3 separate regions of the Hordeum vulgare genome follow, and regions 2 and 3 are each linked to region 1. The links are chromatin contacts, called in public Hi-C maps. All regions are on one chromosome and are shown on one strand. The core of a region is the stretch at or near the end of the contact, and the rest is flanking DNA. Distances in the headings are between cores, read along the strand shown.

What was found. Hi-C and Micro-C count contacts between places; a contact is called where the count stands out from the background.
Region 2: a contact with region 1 is called in a Hi-C map of seedling, with 5 times the contacts expected there. The contact joins the promoter of LOC123448181 here to the promoter of LOC123448183 in region 1. A contact is called at or near these places in 2 of 6 Hi-C or Micro-C datasets (leaf and seedling).
Region 3: a Hi-C map of seedling shows a contact between it and region 1, with 4 times the contacts expected there. The contact joins the promoter of LOC123448184 here to the promoter of LOC123448183 in region 1. A contact is called at or near these places in 2 of 6 Hi-C or Micro-C datasets (seedling and an unstated tissue).

The regions. Positions count from the first base shown.
Region 1 is chr4H:144,438,463-144,442,594 of MorexV3_pseudomolecules_assembly, reverse strand. It overlaps LOC123448183 (calcium-binding protein CBP-like), which reads right to left and starts at 1,801. Exons shown (of 5, transcript XM_045124993.1): 1 at 1,035-1,801. The coding sequence starts at 1,668.
Region 2 is chr4H:143,995,891-144,000,022 of MorexV3_pseudomolecules_assembly, reverse strand. LOC123448181 (scarecrow-like protein 3) reads right to left here and starts at 2,108. Exons shown (of 2, transcript XM_045124992.1): 1 at 356-2,108. The coding sequence starts at 733.
Region 3 is chr4H:144,740,990-144,745,121 of MorexV3_pseudomolecules_assembly, reverse strand. LOC123448184 (heterogeneous nuclear ribonucleoprotein Q-like) reads left to right here and starts at 1,880. Exons shown (of 10, transcript XM_045124995.1): 1 at 1,880-1,962; 2 at 2,628-2,729; 3 at 2,926-3,384; 4 at 3,459-3,569; 5 at 4,062-4,132. The coding sequence starts at 2,953. It overlaps LOC123448185 (50S ribosomal protein L24), which reads right to left and starts at 1,650. Exons shown (of 5, transcript XM_045124997.1): 1 at 1,447-1,650; 2 at 1,252-1,347; 3 at 1-37. The coding sequence starts at 1,506.

The sequences.
Region 1 (4,132 bases), core at 552-3,051:
TGGTCAATTCCTTTGAATCAAATGGATGAACAGTGTCACAGGAAAATTCCCTGTTCCTATGATTTTCCTCTACTTTTCCTATGAATCAAAGAGGCCCTGTATGTATACTTCATACTTTAAAACAAATAAAGACAACATATAAATGGCCGATAATTCTAGGTAGCAAGCTATAAATGCGAACTGTGTGGCAGTTAAGACCAATCCATGCTTGTACTGTGATGGATTACAGACCAAAGAAATTAGTACATACTAGTTGGTTGTCTCGTGCAAACCATAGTTTCATCACAACAGAAACAACCTTCGGTTTTGGTGAATGACAGTTAGGAAAAGTATCTCAAGCTTTCAAGGATAACCTTCCGTCAAAAAAGCTTTGGTAGAACTAACTCAAGGCAGTTCAAACTTTGAAGCTTGGATAAGCATAAACTAAAACTCACGTTTCCTTGATGGACCAGGTTAAACTGAAAGTAAAGAAATGCAGATCTGATAAAGCAATCCACACTTCCCATCCAATCTTTCACATCGGGAAGAAAAGAAAATACAACAATCATCAGTGTCAAGTTATTTGCTAAGATGTCCATAACAACAGAACAACTTGTGGGTTTTGCACAGCTGAAGTTTTAAGTAAGGGTCTAATACTTCCCAACATGAATACTTGGCATGTGCTCCAGCTGTATGCCTGTATCTAACATTAGTCCATAGACTGACAGTCTGAAATCCAGTCAAGCTGAACTAAATTTGCACGGCTTCCTCGGGATCCTTCCCCAGAAATGAAAAGGGTCCATTTGTGAACTCTGGCTCAAACAATTCACCACTAAGTGCGTGCTACAAAGACCAGAAGAACATCAACACTAAGTCGTGTGCATGCCGAGACGGCTGCGCAGTGGACCAGGGAGACGCACGATTGCCTCCTGTCCTGGAAGCTAAGAGTCAAAGACAATGACGCAATGGATCCCGGCCCCATTGATCCTAGAACGATGGTGACTAAGACTTGAGAGATATTTCTACGACATATGGAGGAGGGAGGGAGGACTTGCCGATCTTGCGGACGTTGGAGTTGGTGAAGAGGTACATGAGGAGGTGGACGGTGCGGAGGCTGAAGCTCTGGCTGCTGTACCCAGAGAGCGCGGACTGCAGCTCCTTGTCGTCGATCATCCCGCTGCCGTCGCGGTCCGCCGCCTGGAAGCACGCCACGACGTTCGGGTCCGTCCCCGGCGGGAAGGTCGACGGCACCAGCGCCGCGAACGGGCTACCGTACCCGCCGGCGCCGCCTCCTGCGTAGGGCTGCGCGGCGGGTGGGCCCCCGTACGGCGCGGCGGACGAAGGCGGCTGGGCGCCGTAGGGCTGCTGCCCGTAGCCGCCTCCGCCGCCCCCGCCGTAAGGCTGCTGCGGGGGCGGAGCACCGTGGTAGGGGTCGGAGCCGGAGGAGTAGGAGGTCTTGCCTTCCTTGGGGGGCTTCTGGCCGTAGGACGGTGGGGCGCCGTAGCCGCCGCCACCGCCCCCGCCGTAAGGCTGCTGCGGGGGCGGGGCGCCGTGGTAGGGGTCGGGGCCGGAAGAGGAAGAGGTCTTGCCTTCCTTGGGGGGCTTCTGGCCGGAGGGCGGCGGGGCTCCGTAGCCGCCAGCAGCGCCGTAGGGGTAGCCGGAGCCGGGGGGCGGGGGGTAGCCAGCCATGGGGTTGAACTTGGGGAATTGGAGTTGTGTGCTCTCTCGATCACGGGGACGGGGACGGGGACGGGGATGGGGATGGAATGAAACAGGTGGGAAGGGGGCGAAGCGAAGCAGAACGTGGGTTGGTTTGGCGACGCGGACACAACACGGAGGGGAGCAGATCGAAAGGAGAGAGCTATCCGTCAACGCGGACGGCGGTGACGACACGACGGCACGGCAAATTTACAACTTACTCCCTCCATTTCATAATATAAGTCTTTTTTAGAGATTTCAAAAAACTACGTACGGATGTATATAGACATACTTTGAAATATAGATTCATTCATTTTGCTCCGTATGTAGTCCCTTAATGAAATCGCTTAAAAGACTTATATTTAGGAACGGAGGTAGTATTCGTTAGTGGTGAATTTAGGCCATGTTTAGAATCATAATAGATTATGGCTTTATTTGGAACCACAATGGATTATAATAATCTGAATTACGAAAATAGATTATATAATCTGGTTATAAAAATAATCTAGGTGTACATGTTTGAAAGACAGATTATATAAATTGTAATCCAGGTTTTATATTGTACAATGACATATCTGCTCTCTGTTTTTAGCTGCAAAGGTAATAATCTAGGTGGACATGTTTGGAAGACGATGACGGTGGCAGTAGGTAATTATCTCCAAGTTTCCAGAAGTAATGGATCATTAGTAATCCATAATCTGATTTTAGCCGGGGTAGAGTAGATTATAGGCATGTTTGGAAGCACAATAGATTATAATAATCTAGATTATGAAGATGGATTATATAATCTGGTTTATAAAAATAATCTAGGTGGACATGTTTGGAGGCCAAATTATATAAACTGTAATTCAGGTTTTATATAGTACAATGACATGTTTGTCTTCTCTTTTTTAGCTGCAAAGGTAATAATTTAGGTAGTCATGTTTGGAGGACGGTAGCGGTGGCAGTAGGTAATTATCTCCAAGTTTCCAAGGGTAATGGGTCATTAGTAATTCATAATCTGATTTTAGCTGGGGTAGAGTAGATTATGAGTTTTTAATAATCTGGCCATCTAGTTTTTATAAACTGCAATATAATATGTCCTGTTTGGAGACATAATAGATTATAAAAATCGAATTATATAATCTGAGTGGTTCCAAACAGGGCTTATGAGTTTTTAACAATCTGACCATCTAGTTTTTATAAACTACAATATAATCTGTCATGTTTGGAAACATAATAGATTATAAAAATCGAATTATATAATTTGGGTGGTTCTAAACAGGGCCTATGATAATCTGAATTATGAAGATAGATTATATAATCTGGTTTATAAAAATAATCTAGGTGAACATATTTGGACGCCACATTATATAAACTGTAATCCAGGTTTTATATTGCATAATGACTTGTGTGTCCTCTGTTTTTTAAAAAGGAGGGTGGCGGTGGTAGAAATGTAATTATCTCCAACTTTATAAGGTAATGGGTCATTAGCAATCCATAATCTGATTTTAGCACGTATAGAGTAGATTATGAGTTTTTTAATAATCTATCCATCTAGTTTTTATAATCTACACCATAAGCTGTCATGTTTAGAGACATAATCTATACCTAATAATAAAGCGGCTATTACTTCCGTCGGAAAACCCACCGTGGCATTTTTATAAAAAAAACCTCCTGTAATTTTTGTTATTCAACCCGTGCTTCATCATTTATCTGCAACGCAAAAGGAAAAAACGATTCGCTGCAAAAATTATGCCCGTACGCATCGCCTCCTCCCGTCGACCCTGGGCCACCCTGGCCTGTGCCCAGGCCGCCGCCACACCACTTGTCGCCGTCGCCGACCTCAACCGCCACCGCTGCCGATCTCAACCCACCCGCCTCCGCGGTCGTACCTATCCCCGCTCACTGCCCCTGTTGCGGCGCTCGAGCGCATCGCGTCGACCCTGGTCCACCCTGGCCTGTGCACAGGCCGCTGTCACACCACTCGCCGCCGCGGCCGACCTCAACCACCACTGTTGTCGATCTCGACCCACCCGCCTCCGCGGTCGTACCTCTTCCCGCTTGCTGCCCCCATTTCTGCGCTCGAGCACAGCTTCTGGATCAAATCAACGCGACAGCTACAGTGACTGGGGATGATGCATCTGCTCGATGCAGAACGGCGGTGGCGCACGAATAAGGCGCGGCGGAGCGAAGTACTTGCAGGTGGAGGCGGGCCTCCATGGCTCACACGGGGAACTCCGAGGTTATGGCGCGACAACGACAACTCCTTATGGCCAGATAGAGGCGCCTAACCCTTGCTCCCCTCATCGTATCCCCTCCTCCGGCAGGAACTCATCATGTGGTGAGATCCCTCCCCAATGCCTCCAACCGTGTGTCAAGCACCAGCAATTTTTGTTTTGTTTAGTGGGGATTTGTTTGCGGGTGAATGAATGTATTGAATGTAAGATTGTATTGTTGTAGAGACAGAGAATGG
Region 2 (4,132 bases), core at 859-3,358, 440 kb after region 1:
CACAATTCCACATATTAGTAACACTTCAACAAATAGGTCAACAAAACATTCAAGATGGAGAAAACTGCATTACCAATGTACTGACTAAAATTGGCATGCTAAGCCAGTAATACATAACACATAATTAAATAACGTTGATTCTGAAACTTGTAAAATCCTATAAGAAAATAAGCAATGCATCCCATGTTATTATAGCACCAACTTAGCTAGATTAGGCATGCCATTTCACATTCAGGAACAACAACCAATCCAAACTAAGTCAGGAAAAATAGCTGTAAATATATCTAGACAGCCATATATATCTAGTCAGGAAATCTTTTTTGCATCTTTAAGCAAAATTAAAGTAGAGTTTGACCTTTTGATCCTGGACTTGTTCCAGCATAGCCCGGTTAATAGTGACAAAGCCAGTGCTGAGGTAGGGGCTGATGCTGGCAAAGTTCTCGCGGGCAGCCCGGAGGCAGGACTGCTCGAGGTAGCGAGACGGGTCGATGAGGGCAGCAGCAAAGCCCTGGATGGGGCATAGAAGGCGGCGGGCTAAGCTGTCGGCGATTATCATGGACATACGCTGCAGTGGCCCGTCCACTAGAGAGGCGAGCTTTCTGATCTTCCTAAGGCTGCGGTCAGTCTTGTCAAAAGATCCTTCGATCACATGCGCCATGCACTCGTACAAGGCCGGGCCAAGTTGTGCCAAGTCATCCACCGTGCCCTGAGTGTGTGCGCATGGAGCGTGCATCGTTTCTGCCTTCTTGAGGAAGGATTGCTGTGTTCGTACAGGACGTAGGAACTAGTGCTTGGGTGTCCTGGCTGGATCAACTTCTCTGGTTGTTGGCACTGGTACATTTATAGGATAGCGTGTCTAACACATACATAGGATTGCGTGTCTAAGACATAATTGAACCGAAAGCAACAAGCTAAGAAGTTTTTACCGTGTTTGTTCGAATGAATTTAGAAAGATCCATGGTAAAGGCAAAGTATTGGCATATTGACGTATCCAAGGAATACTGTTGGAATTTTCGTTTTATTCCTTTGGCACCTTCATATCCACTGGGCAGAAATAGACAAATATTGCAGTCAACCTGATCAGACTACGGAAGACTACTCTTTGGAAGTTCCAACAAGCGTGTATCGTCGATGACTTGATTCTGGGTTAACAAGGTAACAAGAGTTTTGGTACACTGGAACTATTACTTTATTAGAACATAGATCCGTCTTGTACGTAGAAGTTACAGTGGCAAAACTGATCCAGTATATATTGTTATCATGTTTGGAATTTTGCTTTAGTCATTGTCAGCACTTATAGGAGTAGTTGCTAAGCAACATGCTTTGGTTGGACACATGTTTGGGAAGCCCACAAACCCAGACAATGACAGGCACGCCCAAAATAGTCAGAACCAACACCAGTAAGCACCTTGGCACAGGCCATCCTATCTTTAAGCAGGTACACTGATCATTACTCACTAGTACTGTGGTAATTTTCTGGTGTTGTAGAAGGCCACTGCCTGGGCAACACCAACCTGCCCAAGGCGTCCGGTGAATCCGCGATTGACTAACGCCTTGGTGAAGGCTGCATTTCTTTTGACAAGTGTGTCTGAAGTCTGAACTGTCAATATGGGTTATAGCCCAATGGACATGAACCAACACTTGATTGGCGATCCACGGGGCCAGGGCACTATCATTTAACAATTTTCACAGCGTCACGTCATTTCACTATGCAAATCTTAAACGGTGACATGCGTACTATTTACCTCAACAAGCCGTGATCCGGGAGAAGGGCGGCTGCCGGGTCAGGGGCATGGCAGCGCGGTGTGCCGGCCATGCCCGGCTGGTGGCCACACCCCGTACGAAGGGAGAATCGGGGTCAGGGACGAAGAATCCGAGGCATGCGGCCTCCGTCTGCAAAGATTTGCAAAGGCTAACCGGTGGATGCTCCAGGCGGGGGACGAGTAGGTGTGGAAGAGAGTCCCGATCTCCTCGGTCAACACTAAATCTATATGCCACGTGAGTTGTGTGGGAGCTACGCAACGCCGCGTGCCCCAAAGCTGCTCCATTCTTCGCGGCGGCGGCGGCGGCGGCGGCGGCTGGATGGGGGCGGGGGCGGCGGCGGACCTGGCTGGAGGACGTTTTTCTTTTTCTTTCTCTTTTGAGGATTGGATTGGAGGACGGGTTTGTGTTTTTCTTTTTCTTTTGAGTATTAGAGGACGGGTTTGTTTGTGTGGACACGGGACACAGCGTAGCGTTTCGTCCTTTTGGGCTGAGAGCTGGCAACCGGGTAGGCTTTCTCTGGTTGGCTATTGGGTATGGGCTAGGCTTTTGCAACCTCGTGGGCTTTCAGTTCCCCGGGCATCGAGTCCGAGATGGTATATGAAATGAAATCTCACCCGGAACCGGATTGCTGGACTCCCCCCACAAAAGCAGCAGGACCCGTTCGTTTCCGCCCCCTCACCTCACAAACCTCTCTCGTTCCTACACTGCCGATTCATCATCATCACCGTCGCCGCGGTGACTTGACGCGATCCTTTTCGATAAACGCTTCACGCGACATGGACGGCCCCGGCCCATATTACGACGCGGCCGCCAGCGAAGGGACACGCTCATTCTCATTCTCTATGCCAGGCGGCTTGATCACACAGATTCGGATACGGGAGGTTAACTCTATCCTGCATGCCTTCATTCCCGGAGCCAGAAGTAACGGCGATGAAGACGTCGATTTGCCTACGTACAGGGGCGACAGCTTCGGCGCGGTCCCGGCGTCCGAGGAGGCCATCGCCCAGCTGGAGGAGGCAGCCGTCGAGGAGACGAGGGAGGCGGAGTGCGCTGTTTGCATGGAGAGCTTCGAGGCAGGTGACAAGATCAGGAAGATGGCGTGCTCCCATGGATACCACGAGACCTGCATCTTCAGGTGGCTCCGGACCAGCCGCGCCTGCCCGCTCTGCCGCTTCCCCATATCCGCCGCGGAGGACCATTAAGGAATGAGTATATCACGATCGAAGACCGAGTTGAATACGATTATAGGGTTGTTTTATGTTACTATAATTCCATGGAAACATAGATTAAGGCCTTATTAGGTTTATAGTACAAATATTATAGGAATGGAAGAGTCACATAGTGAATCTCAACATGGGTACTAGTCTGCTGCCCCGGCCCGGCCGGCCGCCCTTGTTGCTTTCATTATCACTATACACGGGTTGTACTAGTGTAGACTCCTCTGGACTCCATGAAATTTTAACTCTGTTTTTAAAAAAGCAGCACTTCTTGGCTTTTTTTTTCTTTTAAATGTAGGATTGCCTTCGGCCTCTACATAAAAAAAATACATGCATGTTCTAAAGGATGTCACTACATAGCGGCGCTGCACCAAGGCCTTCCGGTGTGGCGGTTTTTTCTGTGCATGCAAATTGATACACCAGGATGACGTCAGTAAAGATTCCTCTAATGTTAAATTTTTAAAAAAATTTATCTCTTAAACTATAAATCCAATTAACGATCCGCTTTCACCGTTAGCTTTCTCGCAACTAGATCTGCAAAACTACATCCCATATCGACATGTTTTGACACCTTTTTTTAATCAATAGCTGTCAGATTATTATTATTTAGTTGTCAAATTATAAGCCACTTAGTAGCCACATTTAATCAACTTAGTTATCAGAAAAAAAAAACTACATTCCAGTTGTCACTTTCTAATTGTACCTGAGTGGCCATTATTATTTCATATAGCTTGCCAAAAAAAATTACACCAAATTATCAGAATTAGTTCTGAGAGTATTAGCCACTTAGTGGCCAGACTAAAGATAACTTAGTTGCCAACTAATTTTACATCTTAGTTGTACAGTGTCGAGTTGTCATATTCATGTAGCTTGCCAGAAAAACATATGTACTAGTACTTGTCATTTGTATTGTGTTGAGTTGTCATTTTATTCATTTAGCTTGCCAAAATAATTACATCAAATTATCATAATTATATGTTATACTTGCTTACTTGGTTAACTATGTTTTAAAAAATGCACACTTAATCATATTAAAAATACCTAGCTACAATGTTTAAACCTTTATAATTAATCCCATATCATAGGCTAGGACGGTATGGCAGCGAAAAAAGAACAACAACCAATTTTATACAAAGAGAATAGCACTAGCA
Region 3 (4,132 bases), core at 631-3,130, 300 kb before region 1:
CTATATGCCCTTCTCCTTGCTTAATATGTTTCTTAACCTGAAAATATGTGAGCACACAATTACTAAGTGACTTTTCAATGCAAGAGAAACACATAAACATGCAACTAAGTACCCAGTATCCACAATTACTAAGTTTGTTGGTTGCAGTTGTCCAGTTACCCAGTATCCCCCATAAACATGCAACATCTTACAGTATATATACAAAGATTTAGAAAGACAAACATTGTGCAGTTCACAATTCCTGTTCAATATTCACTACAGCCACTTCCTCACCATATTCAAATTAATCTGCATTTATCTAACTGAGGCATTCAGCATTTGTTTGTTATGGGTTTAGGACATGTAAAAATCCAGCAAAACATCGCACGAACTTATTGTCAGTTTTTTATGGTATCTCATCGTCATTGACAATTAACTAAAAGTAAAGCATGTGACGAGGTGAGGAACATTGTAGCATAAGTACGTATAGCACTGCAACGACTTGGTAGACACCAACATGCCCAGGAAAGGAAAATATATGGTACTGTATATGCTAACCACTCAAAGGTAGATAGGCACAGACAATATTGCAACAGATCTTGCCGGGGTTGTTTTGGTCCCCTTTCCCTACCATTTTAATGAATTAGGCCTAACCTCCAGGCTTTCAAACACGCCTTAGGTGACACTTGTATTGCCTGACTTGTCCAAGATTTGACCATAAAGCCGATCTCCATCATACATATGATGATGCACTTAGGCAAACATCCTACGAGTAATATGTGCTCATTTTGTACTTCTGGTATTCTTATGTCGTTATGGATGCACAGTATGCGATGGGAAGAGTTAGATTCTCATTTACTATTTATTACAGACTTATATTAATACAGATATTATAATTATATTTTGTGGGCAGTATAGTTTTATCTCATCATTCATAAAAATTGAAGGGAAACAAAAATCCTCTGCTGCAGTAATCACCAAATAACATCTGTGCAGGCGCAGCATAGCAGCTACAACACTAGCCTTAGCCCTGAAGAATTAGCGTGCGGAATTAAGACAGACAAGTTCCCCATTCACTTTGAGTGCAGTGGGAATTTCGACAAACACCTGTAGTGCGTGCAGCACCCAGAGCACGTATCATCACATTGCATACAGCTTGTCAAAGATACGCAAATTGACACTCCCATGACACCAAAGAGTAGCACTGAATCCGAAGCAATCGCGAGAGGAGGAAGGAAGAGTGGATAGCTGTGCAGACGATTATACTATTACCAGATTCTTTCCCTCGACGATGACGCGATTCTGCGAGCGGATGACCCGCTTGATCAGCCCGCTCTCCCCCTTGTCCTTGCCCCTTATGATCATCACCTGGCGCCAAATTCAGAGAGAGAGAGAAAAGGAGATTTCAGGAGATCTCTCGAGAGCAAGGAGAGCAGCAAGAGGAGGATCTCTCGAGATGTCGCGTACGTTGTCGCCGCGGAGGATCTTCCAGTGCCTGATGAGCTTCTCCGCGGCCTTCCACCCCATTCCTGCCTCTCAGCTCAGGCTGCGGCTTGGCTTGGCTTGGCTCGATTAGGCTGGGAGGGGAGGGGAGCGAGAGTGGATGGAGAGAGACGGCGGCGCTCGCGGGAGAGGGCGGCCGGAGGAAGAAAACCACCTAGGATGGGCCTCAAAACGGGCCGGCAGAAACTGGCATGACCCACGCAGCTAGGCCGCAGGCCCGTGGCTCTCCGGTCCGGAGGCAGGCAGATCAACGGTGCTGGCCCAGTCAGCGCAGGATCGGACGGTTCGCGAGATCTCAGGGATGAGAGTGTGATGACGGAAAAGAGTGAGGGCCAGACTGCAAGTTCCTCTCTAAATGAGCCGCCACCTCGCCCTGCTCTTCTTCCTCCTCCTCCTCTAGCTAGGGCTAAGCTGACCTCCCCCACCCACCCTTCGCCGGCGGCTCCACCCCCTGCCAGATTCCGTTCACCGATATAGGAGGTAAACTCGCCAAGAGATCTGTCTATTTCTCCGGTTCCTCGCGGCCACTTTCTTCCCATGCGCCATCTCTCGTAAGCCCCGTCGCGCTAGCTTGTCCCGGCCTCCGATTCGGTCGCGATTTCGGTTCTCTGCTGCGGCAGAGGCGCCAAGTCGCCGACGACTGTCTATAGGAATACCTCGTGAAATCCCCTTGTTGCGGTTGGTTCAACTGGTAAAAGGCGTGGGCTTGCTGCTTCGATTTCTCTGCTTGTGTTTGTCCAGCTTGGGCAGACGCCCTAGTGGCATGAACCTGGGCGAAAAGGACGTGTCCTTTTGCGTCGATTGCTTTATCCAATCTGTATGGCCACTCGCTTTACTTGCGATAATGGACATCCTAGCATATCCCGCTGCAGTGTACCCCCCCCCCCCCCCCCCCCACACACATGCTTTTGCCCAATCATTTGCAGAATTAACTAGTCTCTGTAGAAGAATTACATTCGAATCTACGTATTTATCTTTCTAACTGGTCAGATTCTTGACCAGCTCCATGCTATATTTACTAGAGTTTGGTTTACCCTAGATGCTACTATTATATACGTTGTTATCTACTTCTCATAGTGTTTTTTTTCCTGTCTTTTTTCTTCTTTTCCTTCCATCCATTTCATGGATTTCAATTAAACCATCAGCCCGTTGGTTACACTTCCAATTGCATCGTCTTGGCCATCATTTGTATACTCTTTGTTTTCTTCTCTGTGCTTGTTCGGGACCGTGTTCTTGAGAACCTCCCGGTATCATCCTGGCCATACGCAATTTCTTCGTTTGTCCCTTAAGCAATTCCATGCTATCCCGTTTGGCACCTATGGATACATCCAAGTTGATATCATTGCATACCAATTGTTCTAGTTGTTTCTGTTGTTTTTCGTCCTATCCACATGTCCTCAATTTGCTCTCCCAATATTTTTGGCTCCTCTGCTCTTTCCAAAGTTGCCTTGGAACTTTGAGCTCTTCGAGATGCCTAGAAGAACAGAGGATGCTGAACCAGCTCAACCAAAAGAGTGCTTGGAGTTTGATGATAATGAAGAGGAGGAGGTAGAAGAGGAAGAAATTGAGTATGAAGAAATTGAGGAGGAGGTAGAGGAGGAGGTGGAGGAGGATGAGGATATTTTAGAGGAAGTAGAGGAGGTAGAGGAGGAGGAGGAGGAAGACCCTGAAGAAAGAGAAGTTCTTGATGAAACTGATGCTAGTCATGACAGTGACAGTAAATCGGAAGGTGTTCCTCTTCCTCGGCAGGATGGTGCCAAAGATGGGAGCGATCGAGAGAAGCATGCTGAACTTCTTGCTCTTCCTCCTCATGGATCTGAAGTATATGTTGGGGGCATCTCCAGCGATGCATCTTCTGAAGATCTCAAGAAACTATGTGAACCAATTGGCGAAGTTGTGGAAGTGAGTACCGTCTACTCTTAGGGTTAGCATTCTGATGTGTTTTTTCTGCATTCATATTCTCTTTTTTCCTGCAGGTAAGAATAATGCTGGGCAAGAAAGATAGTAGGGGATATGCTTTTGTTACTTTCAGAACTAACGATCTGGCTTTGAAGGCCATCGAGAAATTGAACAATGCAACTTTCAAGGTTTGTTTCCGTTGATCATAAAAGTTGACTATCATGTTCTCAAGTCAATGGATCATAATATACCCCTATTTATGCACTTAAGTCTTGATTTCATAGATATCGCCATATCAGCATAGTACATTACAAGCTTAAATAATTACACGTCATTTTCTGTACTCCATGCCTCCCTGGATAGCCAGGTGTAGAATACAGTTTTGTTTAAAAGAATGAAAAACGGTTAACTTCTCTACACCAGGGCACAAGCTCTTTGTACACTTGAAAACTAAACGTATAGTTTTGTTAAGAAGTAACTTTGAAGTGCCATATCTTGCTGTTGATTGTAAATTTTTATTCATTTAAATTACAGTTTTGTGGATGACTGTCACTATGATTATACTGATATTTAAAACTACATGTATGTGGAGCATATATATCGGTTCCAGTTGCATCTGTAAGCCTTTTCATTTTGAATTGTTATGCTAACTAAACTTTGTCATGTGCTTCTCGTAACAGGGAAAGAGGCTAAAAGTTTCTTCCTCCCAGGCTAAGAACAAGCTGTTTGTTGGAAATGTACCTCACAGTTG